Regions from separate parts of the Rattus norvegicus genome. Here regions 1 and 2 are each linked to region 3. The links are chromatin contacts, called in public Hi-C maps. All regions are on one chromosome and are shown on one strand. The core of a region is the stretch at or near the end of the contact, and the rest is flanking DNA. Distances in the headings are between cores, read along the strand shown. Region 1 has its middle 61 kb from the start of Stx17. Region 2 holds the start of Invs (inversin). Region 3 holds the start of Nr4a3 (nuclear receptor subfamily 4, group A, member 3).

What was found. Hi-C and Micro-C count contacts between places; a contact is called where the count stands out from the background.
Region 1: a Hi-C map of Schwann cells shows a contact between it and region 3, with 4 times the contacts expected there. The contact joins the enhancer-like site here to the promoter of Nr4a3 in region 3. A contact is called at or near these places in 3 of 12 Hi-C or Micro-C datasets (the A7r5 cell line, Schwann cells and kidney).
Region 2: a Hi-C map of liver shows a contact between it and region 3, with 4 times the contacts expected there. The contact joins the promoter of Invs here to the promoter of Nr4a3 in region 3. A contact is called at or near these places in 3 of 12 Hi-C or Micro-C datasets (frontal cortex, liver and mammary epithelial cells).

The regions. Positions count from the first base shown.
Region 1 is chr5:67,301,137-67,304,171 of GRCr8, reverse strand. It overlaps a transcript of Stx17 not described here. Among named protein-coding and RNA genes, the nearest start is that of Stx17, 61 kb to the right of the region's middle. Within about 2 kb of position 1,336, at least 1 of the 93 cell types and tissues checked has an H3K27ac peak or open chromatin away from gene starts, as enhancers often do. A contact at or near this core is called in Schwann cells, where this site is marked.
Region 2 is chr5:67,405,259-67,408,369 of GRCr8, reverse strand. Invs (inversin) reads right to left here and starts at 1,859. Exons shown (of 17, transcript NM_001107932.2): 1 at 1,702-1,859. It overlaps Erp44 (endoplasmic reticulum protein 44), which reads left to right and starts at 2,163. Exons shown (of 12, transcript NM_001008317.2): 1 at 2,163-2,292. The coding sequence starts at 2,236.
Region 3 is chr5:67,155,862-67,159,153 of GRCr8, reverse strand. It overlaps Nr4a3 (nuclear receptor subfamily 4, group A, member 3), which reads right to left and starts at 1,956. Exons shown (of 8, transcript NM_031628.2): 1 at 1,434-1,956. LOC134478966 (a long non-coding RNA gene) reads left to right here and starts at 2,008. Exons shown (of 2, transcript XR_010051797.1): 1 at 2,008-3,292.

The DNA.
Region 1 (3,035 bases), core at 87-2,586, 150 kb before region 3:
TAACAAATAAATCTTCAAAAACATGTCTTGAACTGTTAACCCAACTCTACCTACCATGTAAATCTCTAATAAGACTCACAGAGAAAAGAAAGGCAGCTATAATATCACTTTCCGTTCTTATCAAAAGAGGCTGTTTGGAAAGAAGCTGTTTATATGAACTTTGTTCAAATTCTGTTAAGTGTGTCCCTTTAATAAGCCTTGCCTTGCCTAATCCCATTGTCTGCTTTTCCAGAAAAGCCTTTGCACTCTTTCAGCTACATCCTATTTCAATATTAGTTTGTCCAATTGTAAATTTCTTAGGCCTTGTGAAGATTAATACTGCCAACTTGACAAGATCTAGAATCACCAAAGAACCAAACCGAGCTTCTGAGTATGCCTGAGGAAATTTCTGGATTAGGTTAGTTTGTGCTACAGCATTGCACGGGCTGGAGACCCAGGCTCCATGAAGAAGAGGACGCTGAGCACCAGCGTCCGCCACTTCCCAACTCTAGATGTAAAGCCTACAGCTGCCCAAGCTCCTGAGACGGAGGCAAATGAACCCGTTTCCCTAAGTGCTTTGTTAGTGATCTCAGCAAGAAAAGTAACTCATGTAGACCCTACCAGTCCTACAAATCTAACTGTAAAACAGTCAGTTTAAAAAAAAAAATCCCCTGGGATTTTTTTGCTGACAGATCAGTCTTCCAGATCAAGACTTAATTTGCAGAAGAAAACTGTCTTCACCTTGATTCTGGACTCTTCATGACATTCAAGTTTTCAGTGTATTTTCTAGATTTCTTGTCTTTAATTTTGTATTCCTCTTAATGGCAAACATGGGCAATGCACAAAGATTTGCTATGCCCTAGCACCTCCAAAGTTATAGTTTTGCAACTCAGCTGTTGAGTCTTCTCATCCTGTGTTTCATGCCAATAAAATAATAATAAAATAATAACAGCATCTGCAGATGCCTGGTCACATTCCAGTTGAAGCTTACTGTCTACTTGGAGAGGTCTTACTATCATTATGGAGAAGCTTTCAACTCTGAAGAATTGCCTACAGGTGAAAGAGAAATGGGAGCCAATGAACAGCATCGAGTGGGAAACATGACCATGGCAAACTGGACTGCGGAGTCCTGGGCAGTAAAAGGTAAATTCCATGGCATTTCTCAGTGGGTTAAGTAATCATCAAAAGGTAGGCATTCAGTATTAAAACAGGAGGATCTCAAAAATCAGAGGTGAGAAAAGAAGAAAGCTACGTTAAACACACCAAAAGCTGCAGCCAGTATGAAGGTATTTCTGGCAACAATGGGGAATGAACAACTCACAGCACAGACTGATGCAAAGCACCATCAGTTCCTTTAAACCAGCGTTCTCAGCCTATGGGTTATGACCCCTTTGGGGGTTGGACAGCCCTTTCATGGGGGTCACTTAAGACCAATGGAAAACATATCTGCATTAAATTCATAACAGCAAAATTTACAATTAGGAAGTAGCAATAACAAATTTTGTGGTTGATAGTCACAAGGAACTGTTGTTAGGAAGGTTGAGAACCACTGCTTTAAACAAAGAACTGCTGTATTTTAAATAATGCAGCCACTCTTGTCTGTTTCCCCCTAACCAGCCTCATTGTTAAGTTGTACGTACATTCAGTTTCTTGTTCTCATTAATGCCTTGACTTTCCCCGTGTCATTTTGTTTCATGCAAGTCCTTACTCACTTGAAGCTTACTGCCTGTTCCATCAGGCATCTTCTTCCTTCCCACTGCTCAAACACCAGCTCTGCAACGCCTCCCCATTCGCTTCCAGTTATTCCTTCATCAGGAATCGGATACCTTTTCCATCCTCTCCCTGGTGCTTACCGTGCTTTGTCACGTCTTACCCGGTTTAGTAACTGCGTGGCTTACTACGATAGGATCTACAGGTCTATTTCTGTATATGACACTAGAATTTAATACACAACAGGAATTCTGTTTATTGTTTGTCAAATGGGTGAAATTTATTGCATATTTCCTAATAACAAACCAATTCAGAAAGGAATGAATTTTGCAGAAATCCTTGCCGTTTAGCCTTTCCTTGTCCTTACTTTGCCATACTTAAAGTTCAATAATGTGGAAACTCCTTTTAGGAGTTTAGTTGGTGAAATGCAGTAACACAGTAATTAACAATAGCAGGAACATCTCAAATAGTTGATAAGTATATGCAAAAGGCAAACTATCAAGTGACTTGCTCAAACGGGAGTGTTCACAGGGGCCCACGGAAGTTCACTTGCTGTTGAAGGGATCCTCCGATTTGGCTTCAAAGGCACTGACATGGTTTGGAAAGTTAAGAAATTGCATCTAATTTCTTCTTTTAGATGAATTTATATTCTTACATTTCTTTCCATTTTGCCTGATTTAGACCAATGAAGTTGGGCTGAGAGCCTGCAAGCTTCATCAGGCAACTTGACATGGCCTAACAAAATCTTAAAATAATGGAGGATCCCCACCACATCCCAAATCGTTCTCTTAGATCTTATACAAAATAGCTTTGTGATCTTGGTCAAATCATTTGACACTTTTTATGTTTTTATTCCAATATATTTGTTGGGTTAACATTGCACAGATGTATTTTTGTCACAAGTTAGTTTCTTTGAAGATAGCAATGTAGATACGTAACTCTTTTATTATTATTTATAACACACAAGTTCTTCTGTGAAATGGTGCCAAACTGATGAGTACAAACAGAACCACTTGTTAGGAACCCGTGTTAATAGCAGTTATAAAACAGAGCTGGATGTATGTAATCCCAGCAGGAGGATTGCAACTTCAAAACGAGCCTGGGCTTCCAGTAAAACCCAATTGCAGAAAACAGAAACAACAAAACCACACACACATACAAACAGAATCTGAATGTGTGTTAAAACTCGGGGCCAGAGGAGAAGCACTGGTCAAGCCTCTGGAGACTTTGGGGATGTCATCAGACCTCTGTAAGCACCTGAGAGCAACATCTGAATTCCTCTCTGTGATGATAAACTATTGCTTGCCCAAGGGGGACCTTGCTCCAGGCTTGCACTCCTCTATCCA
Region 2 (3,111 bases), core at 610-3,109, 250 kb before region 3:
TGTTAGAACAAAAGTGTCATATGCAGGATTGTAGCAAAGTCACTTGAGAGAAGAATTGAGGTAAAAGATAGTAGGAAGACTGCATTTGAGTTCCCGGTCCAGTTTTGTTAATGATCATTGGTGTGCCTTTAGATTTTTGTAAAGATTAAAAATTAAAAAGGTTAACTATACTCCTCTAGTTAACAAGTGGAGTACCAACTATTAAAGCACTGTTTGAAATCCATCATTGTGGATTCAAAGTAAAGTTTTTGGCATGCCAGACCACAAAAAAGCTTATCCAATACTTTGAAGTTATATCTATCCTTATAATAACTATACATGCTTAACCATAATTTTAGCAGTTAGCACAGTAATAGGTATTCAGCTGGTGCTAAGTGAAAGTTTATTGAATGAAGTGTCATAGGGTGAGTCCTAAGTCCAAAGGGTAAGTCAGATCAAAGTTTAGCGTCAGTGATTAATGAATTCTATTCTTTTCTTCCTTCATTTCTTTTCTTTTTTTTCTTCTCCATTTTTTTTTTCAAGCAGAGTCTTGTAACTTAAAGACTAAGTTGCCTGTTAACTTTTTATGTAGCCCACGCTGGCTTTAAACTCCTGATCCTTCCACTTCGGCCTCTTGGCTTGTGCTGGGAGTACAAGCATGTACCACCACAATGAATCCTACTGTTCTTCAATTTCGTATTTTAACAAAACTTGGGATCAGTCAGAGAATGCAGTGAATGTTACATTGATATGGAAGTAGTGGGTTTAAGTCTTGGCTCCACTTCACTTTAATTTTGTCTCCCTGGGAAAGCTGTTCCTTTAGGTGCTGCTGCTGCTTTGTCGCTGTCATCGTTGTCTTTGTCGTTGTCTTCTTCCTCTTCCACTCCTTTTCTCTTCTTTCTCATCCTCCCCATTTAGCAGAAATGCTATTATTCTTGCTGTTCTCCCTCAATAAATAATTTTTTATAGAAAGAAATCAAAACCACTTTGTTAGTGTTTTAAAGTGTATCATCATCATTAAATAATTATAAAATAAGCCTGTGCAATAAACGCTCTAATTATGACTATGCAAAAGTAGTGGTGCTGAGCTCACACACAGAAAAAGCAATTCTTGTTAAGATGAAAGATTTGGTGAATGTAACAGATATCAGGGGAATCAAATGCCTGACATAGTGGCACTTGAGATGGCAAACCAGAAAGAGAAAGAGTTAGGTAAGGCCACCACCGGGAGCAGGAAGGCTGAAGCAAAGACCTGGCGTAGGGAGAACCACAAATGCAGAATGCCTCCTGGGTGCTAGGTAATGATGATGTGGCTAACTTTCCGGGCACATGAATCTAGCTGGATGTTCATAGAAGATTCTGGAAAGCTACCAGACACCAGGTTAAAATCCTTTACTGCTTGGTTAATTCGTAATTGTACTGTAAGAAGTGGTCACTGTCACTTAGGCACTGTGCTTTATAGTTTACAACATGCTTTCCCATCCCTTTTCCTTTCACAGACCCTCTGAAACAACCCTGGATAAGTCATTGACTGAAGCCGCAGTGGTGATTCTCCTTATATAACGAAGGAAGTAGCGCGGAAAGAAGAGGCAGCAGCTTGGAGGCCAGGGATGGAGGATCAGGCCACACCTCAGAGCAGGCGGGCCAAGAAAACGCTGTAGCGGCCCTGGGCGGTGCTCTCCAGCTACCCGAGCCGCCGGTGCTGGACCGCTTCCTACTCACCCCTGCCTCCAAAACTGGCGTCCCGGGGCCGCCCTAGGAGGTACAACCCTCACTGGGCCGCGCCTCCCGCCAAGTCAGGCCACTTTGCCCACAGGAACAGACCCCAGGACCCTAGAGCCCAGGAGCTCTGAAGAAGCAGCCTGAGGCTCCCGGCCGCACAACCCTCTGGGAATTGTAGTTCCGGTCTCCGGAGGCACAGAGGTACGCGGCCCCTTCCAATCCCGAAGAGCCCCGCGCACAGATGGCTCGGCTGTCCTGGGCACGGGGCTTACTGGGAAAGAGAGTTCCAGCTCTCCTATGACATGGTCAGTGAGAGCAATGTGGACTACATTTCCCGACGTGCCTAGAGATGGGCAGGACCCGGAAGTGAGGGCGTGAGAGGCCTCTCTGGAAGTTGTCCCGGGTGTTCGCCGCTGGAGCTCCGGGTCGAGAGGACGAGGTGCCGCTGCCGCCGGCCCCGGAGCCCAGCCCTTTTCTAGCCCGGTCCAGTCCCAGCAGCCACCTCCTGACCCCGCCGTCGACCCCATCGTTACCATGAATCCTACCGTCTTCCTGTCTTTACCAGACCTCAGATGCTCCTTGCTACTCCTGGTGAGTGTATGTGGGGATGACAAACCCTCCCTGACCGCCTCCCGCCCTTCGCGAGGGAGAACGGTGCAGCCCCTGGTTGCCTCGACTCTCCTCCGCTGGAGAGGCGTGCATCCCGGAGCACTGCCTTCACTTTCGCTGTTCTTTTGGCTTCTTAAGCCTGCGGTCCACGAGGCCTGCGAAACCACAGTCAGGGCTTGGAACCTGCAAATAGGAGAATTCGCCTTGGGGGAGTGATACGTGGGAGGTCACCGCTGAGGCCCCTGGAATTCGTTTGAGTTTTGTGGACGTTGAGGACCTGCTTGAGGCACCAGAATCCTAAGGGACCAAGGATACAGCTAATGTTTTCTCCTACACTGAGAAGGGTGTGAAGCCGACAGGTGTTGGGGTCGTGTGAATCTCTCTCTGGATCCTTGAAACAGAGGCAAAGCCCTCTGTTGTGGCTTCATGTGATTGGTTGGAAACCCGGAACTGGAGAGTGGTTTGGTGTCGACTGGGAGAATAGGAATTTGAAAAGGTGGAGTGTGTGATTATCTGACAGGCTCTGCTAGGTCCTCCTGCAAGCACTGTTGCAACCTATACTCCCTAGAAGCATACATCAATCTTTGTCAGTGCTCTGGACTTGAGAATAATCAGCTCTTCTACATACCTAGGTGCTCGGGGCTTCTCAACCTGCACGACATCATCCCATCTTAGAAAAGAATCTTTCCCCAGGTCTTCATCTGAAGTCTGTCTTGAGTATGAGACTTACTTGGCCTCTTCTTAAGGTCAAATTGAGACAAAAACGGAAGGTCTAACTCTATATGTGAACATGAGAAAAGT
Region 3 (3,292 bases), core at 707-3,206:
AAAGGGAAAGACAGAGATTCTCAGAAAGACCGAGGGAGCTGAGACAAACCCCGGGGGAGAATTTCTGTGAGCCAGCGCTGGGTCCAGGATTGGGGGGGGGGGGCTGGGGGCGCCTGTGGAGGGAGTGGTGGCCCGGGCAGTCTTTGGCGTTCACGTTAATGCGTATCTTGCTGCGTTAAAACAACTCCAATAAAGTAATTTCATTCATTGTATTCAGTATGCGCGTTGGGCAGCTTTTCTTTCTCTAACTTGGTTCTGTGAGAAACATTTCCCGATTGTTGGGAAAGGAGCTCCGGAATTGGAATAGCGAAGGAATGGCTGAACCGAACCCTGTAACCTCTCTCCCAGCACTCCAAGGCCCAAGGATAAGCAGCTCGAGAGTACTGATGACCACACTCCCCGCGGCTCTTCCCTCGGGAGAACCCGGGCACATAAACAAAAGGCCACCTCCAAGAACGTTCTTGGAAATCAAGGGACCAATGATCATGAGCTCCCTCCTGACTGCCGGAAGCCTCCAACAGGTTCGAGAAAGTGCCTTTGAAAGCCAGTCTCCGCAGACTGAGCTCTGCCTCTCAGCTCTCTTTTTCATCGAGAACTTTCCTCCTTACCAAGAATAAAAACACTCGGAGCAACTTCTCCGAAAGCGCATTGAAAAGTAGTAACACAAGCCTTTCCCACACCAGTCAAGGCCCGGAGAAGAGGGACGCCGTCCCCACGCGTGTCGGGGCGCGAGAGTCGGCAATTACACCCGATTACCTCCGTGGGGAAAAGTGTAAACCAGCAAGTCGGCGACGCCTGGCAGACGTGCCTAGTGGAGCCCCGGGCTCATTTCAATACAATAAGCCGCATTCCTACAATTACACCCTCTTTGCTGAGCTCCTCCAGCGCCTCTGCAAACTCTGGCCGCTGCTGCCCAGGCAGTGTCCCTCCTAGGCTTTCTCCCAGACAACCAGCTTCATTTCACCATTAGACACATTAACTCGGACCCACCAGAGTCCCTATTTTCAATCCCACTTAAAAGGCAGGAAAATTACTGCCGTTCATCACCGGGGCTCCAACTCTCTGCCGCAGCCGCCGCCGCCGCCGCCGCCGCCGCCGCCGAGAGCATCATTACCATGACAACTAGAGCCGAAATACCCTGAATTACAACGCTGGAGCAGCTATAGCACAAATCCAGGTCCTCCTCTTTGTTAGAGGCTTTTCGCCTCTTTGGGTGGGGAGAAGAATCTCACAAGCTCCAGAGTCCCCGAGGGCCAGCTACAGGGGAAAAGTTTCAGATTGGAGCCCACCGCTCGCCTGGGGAGCAAAGCCTGAGAGGGGAGGCGGCGGGGGGGGGGAGCCCCACATTAAAAGTTGTCAATTTCAGGAGCGACACTTCCCAGCGCGCCAACTTTTAAGCAAGTCCCCATATTAACTGGGCATATTGTACGTACTTGGGTTCTGTGGAGGTTCCGTCTTTAGAGCGAGTTTCTAGAGAGCGACCCCGAAATCTGGATTGGGGGAGAGTCACAGCTGCTGTCCCGGAAGGGCTGCGGTGCACAAACCCAGCGGCTCCCAGAGGCGGTGAGCAGCGGCTGGCTGGGGATGCTGCGATCCCAACTCATGGGAGAGCGCCGCCGAGAGGTTCCGCAGGCGTCCAGTCTCCGGCTGCGACCAGGGGCTAGGATGTCGCCACGTTTCCCACCTCCACGGCCACTGCCCGCTCTGTCAGCGTTGCAAAGTGAGCCCTGGAGGGGCGTCCGGCTGCGGCGCGGCGCGGCGCGGCGCGACACCGGCGAGGGCGCCGAGAGAGAGGGGTGTGAGCGCGCGGGAGAGAGTGGAGTGTGTGTGCGGAGCGTGTGAGCGCGCGTGTGTCTGTGTGTGCAAGTGAAGGAGCGGGTGTGAGCGTGTCTGTGTATGGGGAGCGGAGGAGGAGCAGGCGCTGGAGGGGTGGGGGGCGGGAGGCAGGAGACTCGGCTCTCCCGGCTGCGCGTTCGCTCGCTCTCTCGGCACGTCATTTATGCCACAGGAGCCCTAGCGGCCTCTCCATAGAGTGCCTGGAATGCGAGACGTCAATGTGACGCCATGGGACGCTACGTCACCCTCCTCCTCCCTCCCCTGGCCCAGCCGGTTCCGCGTGTGCGAGGGTGTGTGTGTGTGTGTGTGTGTGTGTGTGTGTGTGTGTGTGTGTGTGTGTGTGTTCGCGCGCGCGCTCACGCGCGTTCCCCGGCCATTCTCAGGGACGCACAATGGAAACCGCGGGGAGCTGCGGACCACAGCCCTGAGGCTTCTCAGATTCGCGCCGCCAACCCCTCTGCACCGGAGCTGCTTGCCAGGGCGCCGGTCTACCGGAGGGTGCCGCAGCCCGCCCGCGGGTCAGGCGGGACCGCCCAGCTGTCAGGCTCCGGGTGGAGTAGAGTTGGAGGAGTGCTGCTGGCTCGCCTCCGAGGCTGCCCCGAGGCACCTAGCCAGGTCGAGGGGGTAAGAGAGAGGACAGCTCTTCCGAAAGGGAAGGCTACGCCAGCCAGCTTCTCCGAGTGACCTGGCAGTCACTGCTGAAGGAGTCTGGCACCAGCCCGAAGACTCCCTGAGGTGCAGCTGTGCTTTCCTCATGCAGTGGTTCTAAGGCTGTTTACGTCTCTCTGGCCCTTTGCGCCTAGGCTAATTTGCCTCTTCCTCCTGTCTGCTGTTGGTGTTTCGCCCTAGGATGCAGACCGCTCCAGGGACAAGATTTTATTTCTTTACACTTATGGTGTGGTGTTCTTTACTGGACACTTTATAATCCAAAGAAATGCACATCGAGCCACGCGCGCGCTGCACGAGAAACTATATATAAAACAAACACACCACACGTGTTGAACAGCTGAGTGAGTCTGACTGTTAAACAGATCCTCTACTCCTCCCCTGCACCGGGTCACACTTGGAACTCGCACTTTCACTTTTTTTGAGGGTCGTAGACGCCTCCCCTTCCATCTCTCAAATGAAATATTTCAAAATCAATCAACAGGATTCATTAAGCGGTCTCTAGGGGATCTTTCCTATGGCCCATTTGTCTTCCAAGTATGCAGAAAGTCTGGGCGACTGTATAAGGGACAGCGATTTCTTCCTGGAAATGAATTTAGGATGTCACTTTCTTGCTGAAAACAAAGCAAACCAGACAAACAAAACCAAAACATGTTCGAGTTTGGAACTCTTAGTTCCAAAGGTGGCTACTAAGTGAAAGTAACCTCTCTCAGAAATGATTGTTTTACGAAGGAAATGTTTGAATGAAACAACTCAGACAGACGCGGTCTCTGGTGGTCTGCTAGAATCC